2 separate regions of the Mus musculus genome follow, and region 1 is linked to region 2. A link is a contact called in public promoter capture Hi-C data. All regions are on one chromosome and are shown on one strand. The core of a region is the stretch at or near the end of the contact, and the rest is flanking DNA. Distances in the headings are between cores, read along the strand shown.

Region 1 (6,710 bases), core at 2,551-5,050, 320 kb before region 2:
TGAGAAAAATATAGAACTGTATATTGCTAAGGAAAGTGAGACAATAGCAATCAAATTACAAGTGGAAGTTCCGGGAATTCTACTTCCAGAAATTCATTCTCAGAACAATCAAAAATTTTGGAAGGAAGATGGAATTAGAAGTAGAAAGGAAGTCTGTGTTGATATTTTGTATCAAGATGAAATAGTCGGCTGCTGTGGGCCCTGAAGACTAGAAACAAAGGGAACATCAAAGGGAAACAGTCAGTGAGGTTCTACCACAGAAGAGACTATAACACAGCTCGGGAACATCACCAGCAGCTCTTTGGAATGGTCTCCTGGACATACTGTCAAATGAAAAACAAATGCGGTCCAGATTGCTTACTAAAGAACAATGTGATTCTGTTCATAAGTGGACACAGGGAGTGCATGTCCCCAGATGTACACAGCATTGATTGTCAGGTCTTTACCATAAGAATGACAAAGGAAACTAAGCATATAGGAAAGTTTAAAGAGAAATTCTTTACTAAATGCTTTTCCCACATTTAATCTTGAGGCAATGTAAATGTAGTATTATCAAAAATAAACTTATTTTAAAAAATTAAAGTGTGCTATCATAATTGTCCCTCATTTCTGACTCAGAGGTCACTGGGAATATTCTGTGGTTGCAACCAAATGCTAAAAAGCAATTACGAGACAGTTGACTGAACTTAGGGTATCAGCAACTGCAGAACAATGAATATTGCAAAGCATTCACACATAAATTATATTTATACATATATATATATATACACATACATATATATATTCTTATGTTCACACACACAGAGCATTCTCATGGCTCTCTGAATATTATTTATTTCATTTTTATTTTTCACAAGTTGTAACTGATGCTCTGCTGCCCTAAGAGCCGATTAATATGGGAGAAAAAAAGTGAGTCAGTTATAACACGTATCTTCTCACACCTTCATTTCCATGCTGTCTCACATCTGTTTGACTCACACTAAAATGTCTAAAACTGCACGGCCTTACACAAAGGAGTTTAAAATTAATCCTAACCACGAACATTTAAAAATAAGGCTTAAGGACTGAACCGCTAACAGCACAGAGCCACTCTGCTGTCTCTCTCGTGAGTTCTGCCCCACCATGCATGCAGAGAGTACATGCAGCAGGACACTGGTCCTGCATGTGTGCAATTACACATATTATGGTGTCAGGGAGAACTATTCATGAGGGCTAAGCTGCTACGTATGGGGACTGAATACCACACTACATTGGTGCGCATCCACAGGGGTGGGTATGTGCGGAAGATGGATTTGGGGACTGGGAACAGCACAACACAGCTCTTATCCAAAAGGTCTGTTTCCCAAAGCAATATCAACAGCTAAACAATGACTAAGACATAGCAAAAACTTTGTATTTCTTAACAAGTCTTATTTTCTGAGAAAAGACCCACAGTGACTATATGATAAAGTGAGCCTCATCTTTTTATCAGGTAATAGTGGGGAAAGAGAGCAGCCATGCTGAACTATCTCAGTTCCTTAAGGACTCAAACTTTAAATTTCAACAGGGTAGACTGTGTTCCCTTGGGGGAAATTTTGAGCTGCAAACTTCTGAATAATAAAAAACGATGTTTTCATTAATAATTTCTGTCCTGTCTGAGGTAGGATATAGCCAAGGTCAGTTACCTAGAATTGTGTTTCTAGATTGATTGTAGTGTTAATGGATAAAGAAAATTCAGTTATGCTGCCTGCCTCCATCCAGGTTTCAGAAGTAGGAAAGCTTTATGAGACCTTTATGAAAAGGCGGATTTCAGTGACTCCACAGAGGAAGGAGGGATGGAGCCTTGGGAGAAAGGTGATGTATCTGCACAGACTGTGCTGTGGATACCAAAGAAGAACCAGGAGGAAACACTGGAATTGATGAATGAATCCTGTGCTAGAGGTCTCTTCCAGGTTCCAAATGCAGAAATACACTTTTCTTAGATGCGGTTCTTCTGCTAGAATCCTGCTACAATCCTGGCTACATGTTAAAAGCCACCTGGGGGATATTGAAAGACCCCGAAGCCTGGGCCAATTAATTCTAAAACTCTCGACATGGGGCCCATAACCTGGATTGCTCATAAAACTCTCAGGATGATTCCTTGTACAGTGAAGGCTCAGTGAGGTGGCCCCGTAGACTTTCAGGACAGCAAGGAAAACAGACCTTCAAGCTGGCTGGAGAAGAGTTTCCTTGCTGGAACAAAGTCAAGATCTGAACCAAATACTGATTTGCAAAACAAAAACAGGGATGTGATTTCTGTGACCCCATTTTGATGCCCCTGGTAGGAGCACAAGTTGTCCAACCAACTCATTAACCCATCCAAACCAGTGCATTTTATTAATCATGGTTTTCAGAGTGGTCAGCACGACTTATAGGGTTACCTGGCACAGAGTGCTGAAGTAGTAGCTAAAAAGGTCAAAGATGAACAGGCACGTGACACTTCCTGACAACCCCTTTCCCTCTCCCTTTCATCTCTCCAGCCTTACAAGACTCCCAATTAGAGACCATTTTTAACACGCAACTCTGCACATGCCAAAAAAAAAAAAAAAAAGTAATTAAATAAATTGTTCCAACTGAGGTTGTAGTTAACCAACCACATCGGCAGCTCATTTATAGATTCAAAGAGGCAGCTGACTTGACCTCTGACCCTGACCATTCACACCATTTATTCCTAATTGGAACACCACAATGTTTAAAACAATGTTGTGAAGGGGGTCTCTTGTTTTTTGTCACATCTTTCTAAAGGTCCCCAGAGAGCTGTCAGTTCAACATAGAAACCCCTCACTTTACTTAATTCTCCGTAAATTATCCAGAGCATGTACACACCGTCACCGGCAAACTCACCGCAGCTGGCAAATGCCATCTGAGGCACCCAGTCGGTTCTGCAGAATGTCTTGCATGCTCTCTCACAAACCTAGGTTTCCTTTCGGTTTTGCAAACTTGCCTGCATACAGCACTTGACTTGCTTTAAAAGAAAGAGGTCAGACTCCAAAATGAAAGAAGGAGTTAAGTAGGATTGCAACCTGGGGCTGAAAATAAACGCCCATCAAAATCATAGCTATAATGCTAACTTTTGAAAGAGGAGAGGGGCCATGCCGCTAATCCCTGACATAATGAGCATTCATATGGCCTGTACCTACACTAGTTTCACAGACACAAACATCTTTAGCTGCTGGTTTAAGAAAAGCCCTACAGTAACTTTAGACTCTCAGAATTCTCCATGGTTCTCTGAGCTTGGGTGCAGACCACACAACTAAAGAAATCCAACACTGTGTGTGTCTTGTACCTGGCAAAATAGCTTACTTTTGGGACAGAGAGATGGTTCCACGATTACAAAGAGTATACGCTGTTGTGAAAGGCCTGAGTTTAGCTTCTATCACTCACAAACTTATGCACAACTCCAGCTCAGAGGGGCAGGGTTTGATGCCCTCTGCTGGACTCCACCGGAACCCCACATGCATACACACATACACATAATTAAAAATAAAATAAAACTTAAAAAAAAATCTTACCTTTAGGTCCTCTTAAGCCAAGAGCACCAGGGGGACCCTTAATGCCTGGGAGACCACGGATTCCCATCTGACCAGGGAAACCATTCTCTCCAGGGGGGCCCGGAGGCCCAGGGGGGCCAGGCCTCCCAGGAAGACCAGAGGCTCCTGTGTCTGGTCTCTTGAGGCTGGCTGCCATTTCCGCAAAATGCTCTGCAAGACAATAAACAAACAAACAAAAAAACCATAAGTCACCATCACAACATTGGCTTGAATGAAGAAAATGATATGCCCAGTGGCCTTTATATCAATGTGGCATCAGGAAAGAAATGAAGCTTAGTGTTTTCCACCGGCTTCCAACCAGGAAGCTTCATCGGAGTGTCTTTTCCTGAGCTTGCCCTGGATCTCTCTGGCCCTGCTGTTTTGAGACACGGTGGCAAGAGGGTTAAATTCCAGGGCTTTGAGAGGCATGGTGGTCCAGTAACTTGGAGTGCCCCTGAATCCTATCTGGTACTAGGTGAAACCCACAGAAGTCAAAGAAAATGAGTTCTTATCATAGGTGGAAGTGTTGTCTTGGACCTTTTCAAAACCCATCATTCAAAGTTAGGGTTCAGACACTCTTTGAGACGAAGCATCAAAACTAAAAGCCTTTTTAGTTCAAAGCAATTCTATAGCCTGAAATATCATGAGAATCCATGGCTTCTAATAGATCCTTCCCCTCCAGTTTACTTTCATGCTTGGAACAGATAACAATCATTAAAAGTAACCTTCCTTGGGAATGGGCACAGTTTGTCTTAAAGTTTTAATAACCCTGGGGGCTTCTCACATACATTCAGGATCAGTAGCTGAAGCTGTGGAAGGCAAGAAAATCCATCCCATTAAAATGCTCTGAGGCAAATGCTCTAGTGCAACACTGTTTTTAAAGCTTTAGGGTGTGAAAGGGAACCTGAGTGGGAAACACATTTTTATCCAACAGTTTAAAAAACTCTTTAAATATGACTACTGTGAATTCCTTAACTTAGTAAGCACAGAATTATAAATTTGCAGATATGTTAGTAATGCTTAAAACTCAGAGAGCATGTGCAGTGAAGAGATTTATATTGGTTTCCAAATATAGAAACATTCATTTCATTCTCATCCGGTTCTAGAAAATTCTACAAGTCTGCTAGACAAACGGGACTATTGGCACATGAAAAACAAGCGTTTCTTCAAGACACAGTTATGCCATCATAAGAGGGTTTTCTGTTGCGGGTCACGATGTTATAGTGTCTCCTCAGTTTGGGGATATTTTTGTGCATATTCATTTTCTATGTGGTTTTATAACTAGGCAAACTGTGATATGAACAATGACTTCCATAGCCGCAGATAAATTTAGATAAGATTAACAAATGAGGGAAAACATCACCGTTTCTGGAAAGCCTCTAGTTGTTGCTTTTTAAAACTCACCTACTACATGGGTATAGATACTGTCCTTAAGCCACAACGAGTGGGCATGTGGGTGTGTGGGCTTGTGGGCATTTGACTGTCACTTTGTTCTCACATGATTTGGAGAGGCCTGAGGACAATGCCAGATACACACTAAATAGTAGCAACCTAAAGAGGGGGGATACCTGAGAAGTTGTGTTGCAAGGGAAAATATGTCTGCATATGCATTTTTCTTTTGTAAGTTACCCTCCCTGTTGGAATTGGGTGAGTGAGACACAGACTCGGGCCTGGATGGATAGTAGAGAGAAGGCTAAGACAGAAAGGTCGTTTTTAATTGTAAGGCTGTGGGTGTGAACACTTTCGTGAAACAGAAATGGTATTAACATTACTCAACATCTCCCACCTTTAAAGCGATTGTTACTTACACACCTACAGAAATAAAAGCTTAAAAAGCAAGAGCAGATAGTGGGAATGTTCAACCCGCTGCAATTTATTTACCTTGCACGACTCTCATGCAAACCTGCTTGATGTGCTGGTCGGTCGGCGCTCTGCCCTGGGATGAGAAAGAAAAAGGCAGGTCATACTTACAAGTTTAAAGAGGACATTGTTGTACTATAAAGACAGACATCACAGCAGGTGGCTCAGCTGATGAGACAGTTTTCCACTTGGCTGAGATTGGTGGGGCTACCAATAGGAAACCATGGGATGTATCTGCCCACTCACCGGAGGGCCCTGGATACCAGGCAGCCCAGTGGCACCCTGATCTCCCTGCATGCCCCGGGGTCCAGGTGGTCCTCTTGGTCCTTCCACTCCAGGAAGCCCTCTGATTCCTTCAGGCCCCCTCAGACCCGGCTCCCCGGGGTTACCCACCTAGAACAAACAGTATACTATAAAACCAGGGCTAGACATCAGCAAAGTTCTGTTTAGCATCAATATAAATATTTAGGTGGGATTTTAGGTTTCCTACAATTTGTATTTCTAAGTGGTGCTCGTTCAGAAGTTATCTCAAGTGCTAACACATATTACCATTGAATATGGGTACCAGCCACTTAGAATTCCAATGTAAGAAAACTTATAAATTTTTTTTATTATTTTGAAATCTCCATTGAAATAAGATATATTTAAGGTCTCATTTGCTATACTGTAAGCTGTTTCATATTTCATAAGAACAAGTCAGTGGTTTGAGTTTTCTCATTCTGATTTTGGGCCTTGCCCCTCCTGAGTACATGTTCTACCACCAAGTTACAGCCCAGTCCAAGCGAGTTGATTGTTCATTTTGTTTGGTGTGTGTGTGTGTTTGGGGGACACACACAGAGGTCAGAGGACAACTTTTGGGGAAGTGTTATTCACCTTCCTAATGCTACAACCTTTTAACTGTTTCTCATGCTGTGGTGACCTCCAACCATAAAATCATTTCCATTACTACTTTGGAATGGTAACTTTTTATTGCTATGAGTCATAATGTAAATATCTGATATGCAGGGGTGGTGAGCCACGGGTTGAGAACCTCTGCTTTAGGGGTTTGCTCTCACACTTCTCTCTTTGAGACAAGATCTTTTTGCTGCTTCATAAGCTAAGCCATCTGGCCCATGAGTTTCTGGAGAGTCCCCTGTTTCTGCCTCCTGTTTCCCATTGGCATGATGGGACTGCAGACACTTGCTCTACTGTGGCCAGCTTTACATGACATTTGGAGATCTGATCTGAGATCATGTCCTTTGCATGGCAAGTCCTTTCACCCCCTGAGCCATTTCTTCAGCCTGTCATTGAAGAATTTTTTTT
Region 2 (6,078 bases), core at 2,078-4,577:
GCCACATGAATGAGGATCCTCAAGGGCTCCAGTTAGTATTTGAACTTTTTTTTTTTATGGGATTCAAGAGGAAGAGGATTTTGTTACTAAGGATAAAGTTTGTGTAGGCTTTTTCTCACTGCACATGTCACTTCCCATAATACGACCAATTATGTTAATATGCATGCCCAATTATGCATTGGCATAAGATGTTAAATAAGAGATTCTTCCTAAAAGTTCACTTAGAGACATGGTTTGCCTTATTGTGCATGTACCGAAAACTTGTTCAAGCTGGATAGTCCCCTGCCCTTACCCAGACTGTCTTAGTTAGGATTTCCATTGCTGAGACGAGGAACCAACCAACATGTCGGTTCACCACCTGTTGTGGGAAATATTATAAAAGACCCGCAAAGTTCCCATGCTACTGCCTGCCAGCTGTCTCTAGCTAGCCCCTGCAGGGATTGACCACTGTGTACCCAGCTCTGGTTTGCTTGTCTCTGGAGCCATTAGTTCCCTTTCTGCCATAAACCCCTGTAGTTGACGGTCCCACATTTCAGTAACCCAGTAAATAAAAACCCTGGAAGCTTATAATTAACAAGTCAGATTTATGTATCAATAAATTCTCAACTCGTAAGATGTCAATACAATAATTTCAGAACCAATTGATAATGATAAAAGCTGCCCACCTAGATTAAACAAATTATCCCAATTATTCTATCCTTTATGATATCATAACTACCAGTGGCTAATTAAAGCCATGCTGTTTCAGGTTCTTCTTCCTGTCTATCTGCTTCTATCTTGGCCCTTTTTCTCTCCATAGAAGCTCTCTGTCTCTGCAACTCTTAGCTTCTCCTCTCTTTCCCTGTACAATCACTGGCCTTCTGCATCACACTCCTGTTAGTGTGATTTGACAGGAAAAATTCTGTCACACATCATGACCAAAGAAACTCTTATAAGGGACAACATTTAATTGGGGCTGGCTTTCAGGTTCGGAGGTTCAGTCCATTATTATCATGGCAGGAATCATGGCAGTGTCCAGGCAGACATGGTGCTGGAGAAGGAGCCAAGAGTTCTACATCTTGATCCAAAAGCAGTCAGTAGAAGACTGACTTCCAGGCAACTAGGAAAAGGGTCAAAGCCTACTGCAACAGTGACAAACTTCCTCCACCAAGGCCACACCTCCCCGGGCTAAACATATTCAAACCACCACATTTACATTATGACTCATAAAAGTAGCAAAATTATAGTTATAAAGTAGCAACACAAATAATTTTATGGGTGTGTGTGGGGGTCATCACAACATGAGGAAATATATTCAAGGGTTGCTTTACTAGGAAGGTTAAGAACCTCTGTTCTAGTGGAGAGCACCACAGCCACGAATATGTGGGCAGTGCAAAAAAAAAAAAAAAAAAAAAAAAAAAAAAAAAAACGATCTAGTGACCTCAAACCTCAAAACCGCAACACACACACACACACACACACCCCTCAGATCAGAGGACATTAGGTTGAGATAGGGTTGTAGAGGAGGAGTATGTGGTGGGAGATACAATAAAAATGCATTGTATGTATGAAACTCTTAAGGAATTAATAACTTTTGTTTTTAAAGGGAGTCTCTCTCTCTCTCTCTCTCTCTCTCTCTCTCTTCCAGGTTGCTAAACTACATTTTCGGTGTTTCCTGCCTCATCTTGTTGTCATAATGTGGTGGTTTGATGAGACTATCTCCCATAGGCTGAGATGTTTGCATAATTGGTCCCTAGTTAGTGACACTGTTTGGGTAAGTTTAGGAGGCATGGCCTTGCCGAGGCAGTATGTCACATGTGTAAGGTTTGAGTTGTAAAGCCTTTCTGTGTTCCCAGCATGCTCTGCTTCCAAGATAGCCTCCAGCTTCTGCTCCAGTGACTGTGTCTTCTGCTCTCTGCCAATGCTTCCCTGCCATGATCCGCTTTTATGTCTTTGGAATCTTAAGCCCAAGAGGGATAGGTAGAGCGTATCACAGAGAATCCTGCTTCCTGCCATTCTTAGCATCTCTCCTACCTCAGGCCAGGGCTATGTTTATTCTACTTACATAAGGCCCACACATAGTATTGCTCATACTTACTACACAGCAAGCCGAATCACTCCAACTGTTTCACTGAGTTCAACCTTAGTAAACCTGATGGGCTATCATCGAGAATGTCTTCCTTTTTAAAACTGTCTTTCCTTGCAGGGAAGAATGTCGTTTACATTGTGTTATGTAGGAACATCTTCTGAAACACACTGTCAGTTTCAGAAGCCTTGTGCTTGGCCTTCTTGCAAAGGACCATCACAGCTGGGCCTGTTGACTATTTATGTTCCACCATAGGGAGGGTATATGGAGACTTATGGAAGGGAACCCCTACCACACTATTCAGTCACTGTTGTATGTGGTTCTGCCCTGCTTGTATCTGGTCTCAGGGAGGGGCTAGAGGATATACCTGGGGGAAGATGGAGGGAGGGAATTCCATGTCAGGTTCCTAAGGACCATCATCCTTGCTATGTGCAGACCTTCCAGTGTGGCTATTCTAAGGTCATCTATGCTCCTATCCATACCCCTTACCAGTTGCTCTTTAAGCCTAATAAGCTCATTGGTTCTCCTGGGTGAACTTTGTTGGAATTATACCTAAGTTTGTCTTTAGGATCTTACGAGAAGGAACAGGCTTAAGTTTCTCCCAGGGAAGGGATCCTAGCAGCACACAATTTCTTAAAGTGACATCCCTTTAATAATTCACTTTTTGATCACTTTCCCTCTTCCTAGGCGGGGTATATTGCCTGGTTTTAACTCTTCCACTTGTAGCATGGCCAAGTGACTTGACTGTTTTGCCTCATTTTCCTGTATATGAGATTATCAATATTGTTGAGGGAGGTAGGGTTTATTACGTTACCTCTCCCCCCCAAACATGTCTATTTTCCTCTAAAACGTAAGACACTTTTAGCCCCATTTCATTCCATCCGCTTCTAGTATACCGTTTCCAAACTCCCGATGCACACACATGGGATGCATCTACCCATTATAACTATATATATATAACTATAATTTGGACATTTCCAGTGCTGTGTACACAAATGCAAAGACTGTGAAAAATGCAAAGACTGTGAAAGTCGCTTCCCGGTAAAAAAAAAAAATTCTTCCACTTTCAGGTCTCTAGAGGCTTCAAGCGACGATCAGGTGTCAAGAGTGGGGAATCTCGCCCCGGGGAGCGTCAGACGCTTCTCTGGAATCACCTTGGGAGTCTCCCGGCACGCGGGCAGCTGGGCGCATGCGCAGCGCCCAGCGCTGCGTCCTCCCGGAAGCGGCGGCTCTTCCCGCCCCGCCCCTCGCCGGCTCGGGCGGAGCGTGCGGCGGGCCCGGCGAGGAGGCGGGACACGTCGGCGCTGGCTCGGCCGCCGCCGCCCCTCCTCCGGTTCCAGCCGCCGCCGCCACCGCCGCTGCCGCCGCTTCCTGGGCCGAGTCCGTCCGCGGCCCCAGCGGCGTCAGGTGCCCTCGCCCGCCCGGCCTCGCCAGCGCCGTCCGCCCGTCCGCTCGCCCGCGTCCGGGCCCGCCGCCCCGCCGCCGACATGGCGACACGCTCCTGTCGGGAGAAGGCTCAGAAGCTGAACGAGCAGCACCAGCTCATCCTGTCCAAACTGCTGAGGGAGGAGGACAACAAGTACTGCGCCGACTGCGAGGCCAAAGGTAGCGCGCGGGCTTGGTGGCCGCTCGGCCGGGGCCTCCTGCGGCTGTGACCTTCCCACCCTCCGCGGCGTCTCGTCCGCGCCGGCTCTCCCGGGAGGGCGGGCGGCCTCTGGCTCTCGGCTAGCACGGAGGTCGCGGCCTCAGCCTCCGGCTCGGAGCCGGCGTCGCGCCGCTGCCACCGCCTTGGGCCGCCGGCTGGGCGGTGCTGATAGGGCTGTGGGAGCCCTCCTGCCTCAGCCTCAGCGACTCCGTGGGTGGAGTCGCCCTTAGGTCCCTGTCCTCTTGGCGACCCTCCCTTCCTCCCACGAGATCGCGTCGTCCTCCCTTTCCCCAGTGGTGCGGTGTCCCAGATGGAGCCCTACCTGCCTGCCCACCTGACAGCTCTTGCACAGGGCGTTTACTTCTGTTTCTGAAAAAGAACAGTGTTTTGGGGTGGTTTGAGATGTCACTGCATAACATAATCGAGATAGGGTTTTCATTATTTGTGTATACTATGTATAACACACACACACACACACACACACACACACACTCACACTCTCTTATTCTGGATGTTATAGTGTCCTAAGGAAAGTGTGTTATGTTCATAAAGAGTTCAGTCGTTAGATTCCCCCAGACGACCCATTGGCGAATTTGTGGACACTGGTCTGTCCACTTCATAAATGTGGAAGGTGCATTTTAAGATACTGAGAAGAAGAAGAAGAAAAAAAAACCCCACTATTTTTAGTTCAGGTGGAGGTTTCTGCTTGAGCCTTTGAAATAGATAAATTATTTTTAGCTGATAGTTTTTGTTTGGAGATGTGGTTTATTTCTAATGTAAGTAATATCATGGAGAGTAATGGAGATTTAAAAATCCTACTTCTATGTAGTTAGGAAAATGTACATTTGATTTTTCTCTGGGAAATAGGTAGTTGCTGGGAGCAGAGACAGCCATTGTGAGCGAGGATTAAGATTTCTGCATTATTTAACTACTTTTCTAGAGTTTTTACTGTTTTCTCTCAACACTGAGCAAAAGAGTCCATTGCAGTAGGCTGGGTTATATGTGAATAAATTAAGTCTCATAACATCAGCATCATCTCTCTGTCATAACAGCTACTTCCTTACTGGGCGAAATCACATGTACACACTTTAATTGGGATTTTTATGAAGCACTTTACAGCATTATAGTAACTTGACTGTGAGGTTATCCCATGTAATCCTTAGGCAAGGCATTTAAAAGAAAAGGCATGCCTGATTTTTGTAGTAATATTTATTTGCTTGCTTGGTACTTGATTCTTGCATGTGGTTATTAGGAAATAGTGTTCTGTATTGAAGCTCAGTCACTCTCTTATCTTTTTACTTGTAAAACACTTAAAAAAAATAGGTTATTAGAAGCTAAGAAAAGGAACAAGGGCCAGAGTTAGTTTATGTTTCATCACCTTGAGTCCTAACACAGTTAAGTAAAGACTCTGGTCTGGGAAGCTGTGGCTAAAGAGCATCCAGGGCTGCAGAGATGGTCTAGGGTCAGAACACCGGCTGCTCCCGAGCCACATAGCAGCTCTCTCTGTAACTCTAGGAACAGCAGGTCCCAGGCCCTCTGCTGGCCCCTGTAGCCACCAGGCATGCAGATGGCACAGAGACATGAAAATTCATACACATTTGTAAAAGAATTATGTAAGTCAATGTAAGCCAATAATTTCCTTTCATGAATAGAAGTAACTTAAAAGATTCAAATTTCTTTCTCCAAAGGGGTACTGCAATCAGATTTTCAGATTTTCACTAAATGTGTTAACCTTTTTTTTTTTTTTTTCTGTTTTTGGGAGATGGAAAGAAAGCAATTACGTTCTTCTTTAATTGGGTAAAGAAGTTTTACTTCTGAACAGTAGGCAACATTTGTTTTGATCACTTTTGTGTAACCGCGTGAATCCAGTCCATGTATGTGGAATGAATAGCTTTTTATTTTGCTCTTGTTTAGTCACTTAATTATGAATTTTCTCTTTTCTTGAGAAGTGGGAAAAGTGGGATAGTCTAGTATCAGTAGTTCAAGGGCTCCACTGGAAGGCCATGGGCTCTGTTGTCAGTGACTTAGAAAGATTATGAATTTCAGCCAAACCTAGAATAATGGTTGTAAATTATTTTATTGTTTTATTTTGATACTTAAGGAAATATTCACTGGTATGACCATTTCACATTTTACTTAGGATTTATAGGGTGTGTGTGTGTGTGTGTGTATGTATGTGTAAGATGCATTTGTGTGTACTGTGGGATCAAACACCATTGATTTCTATGTGGGAGGCAAGCATTTTTCCACTGTTACATCCCTCCTCTTTTTTGAGATGGGTTTGTCATCCTGGTTAGCCTCAGTCTTGTGATTTTCCTATCTTTCCTTCCTGAGTATGCATACTATACACTGTATAACTTTATACACT

Evidence for each region. Promoter capture Hi-C pulls out the DNA fragments that hold promoters and counts their contacts.
Region 1: a promoter capture Hi-C map of second pharyngeal arch cranial neural crest shows a contact between it and region 2, with 2.8 times the contacts expected there. The contact joins the enhancer-like site here to the promoter of Smap1 in region 2. A contact is called at or near these places in 5 of 39 promoter capture datasets (cranial neural crest, frontonasal cranial neural crest, hippocampal neurons and 2 more), 9 of 484 Hi-C or Micro-C datasets (cerebellar granule neurons, cerebellum, cerebral cortex and 6 more) and 2 of 115 datasets of contacts at active chromatin or transcription factors (forebrain and pancreatic cancer cells).

What each region holds. Positions count from the first base shown.
Region 1 is chr1:24,236,216-24,242,925 of GRCm38.p6, reverse strand. Col9a1 (collagen, type IX, alpha 1) reads right to left here. Exons shown (of 38, transcript NM_007740.3): 34 at 5,655-5,801; 35 at 5,430-5,484; 36 at 3,531-3,719. Among named protein-coding and RNA genes, the nearest start is that of Col9a1, 62 kb to the right of the region's middle. Within about 2 kb of position 3,800, at least 5 of the 459 cell types and tissues checked have an H3K27ac peak or open chromatin away from gene starts, as enhancers often do. A contact at or near this core is called in second pharyngeal arch cranial neural crest, where this site is marked.
Region 2 is chr1:23,919,630-23,925,707 of GRCm38.p6, reverse strand. Smap1 (small ArfGAP 1) reads left to right here and starts at 3,327. Exons shown (of 10, transcript NM_028534.3): 1 at 3,327-3,670. The coding sequence starts at 3,553.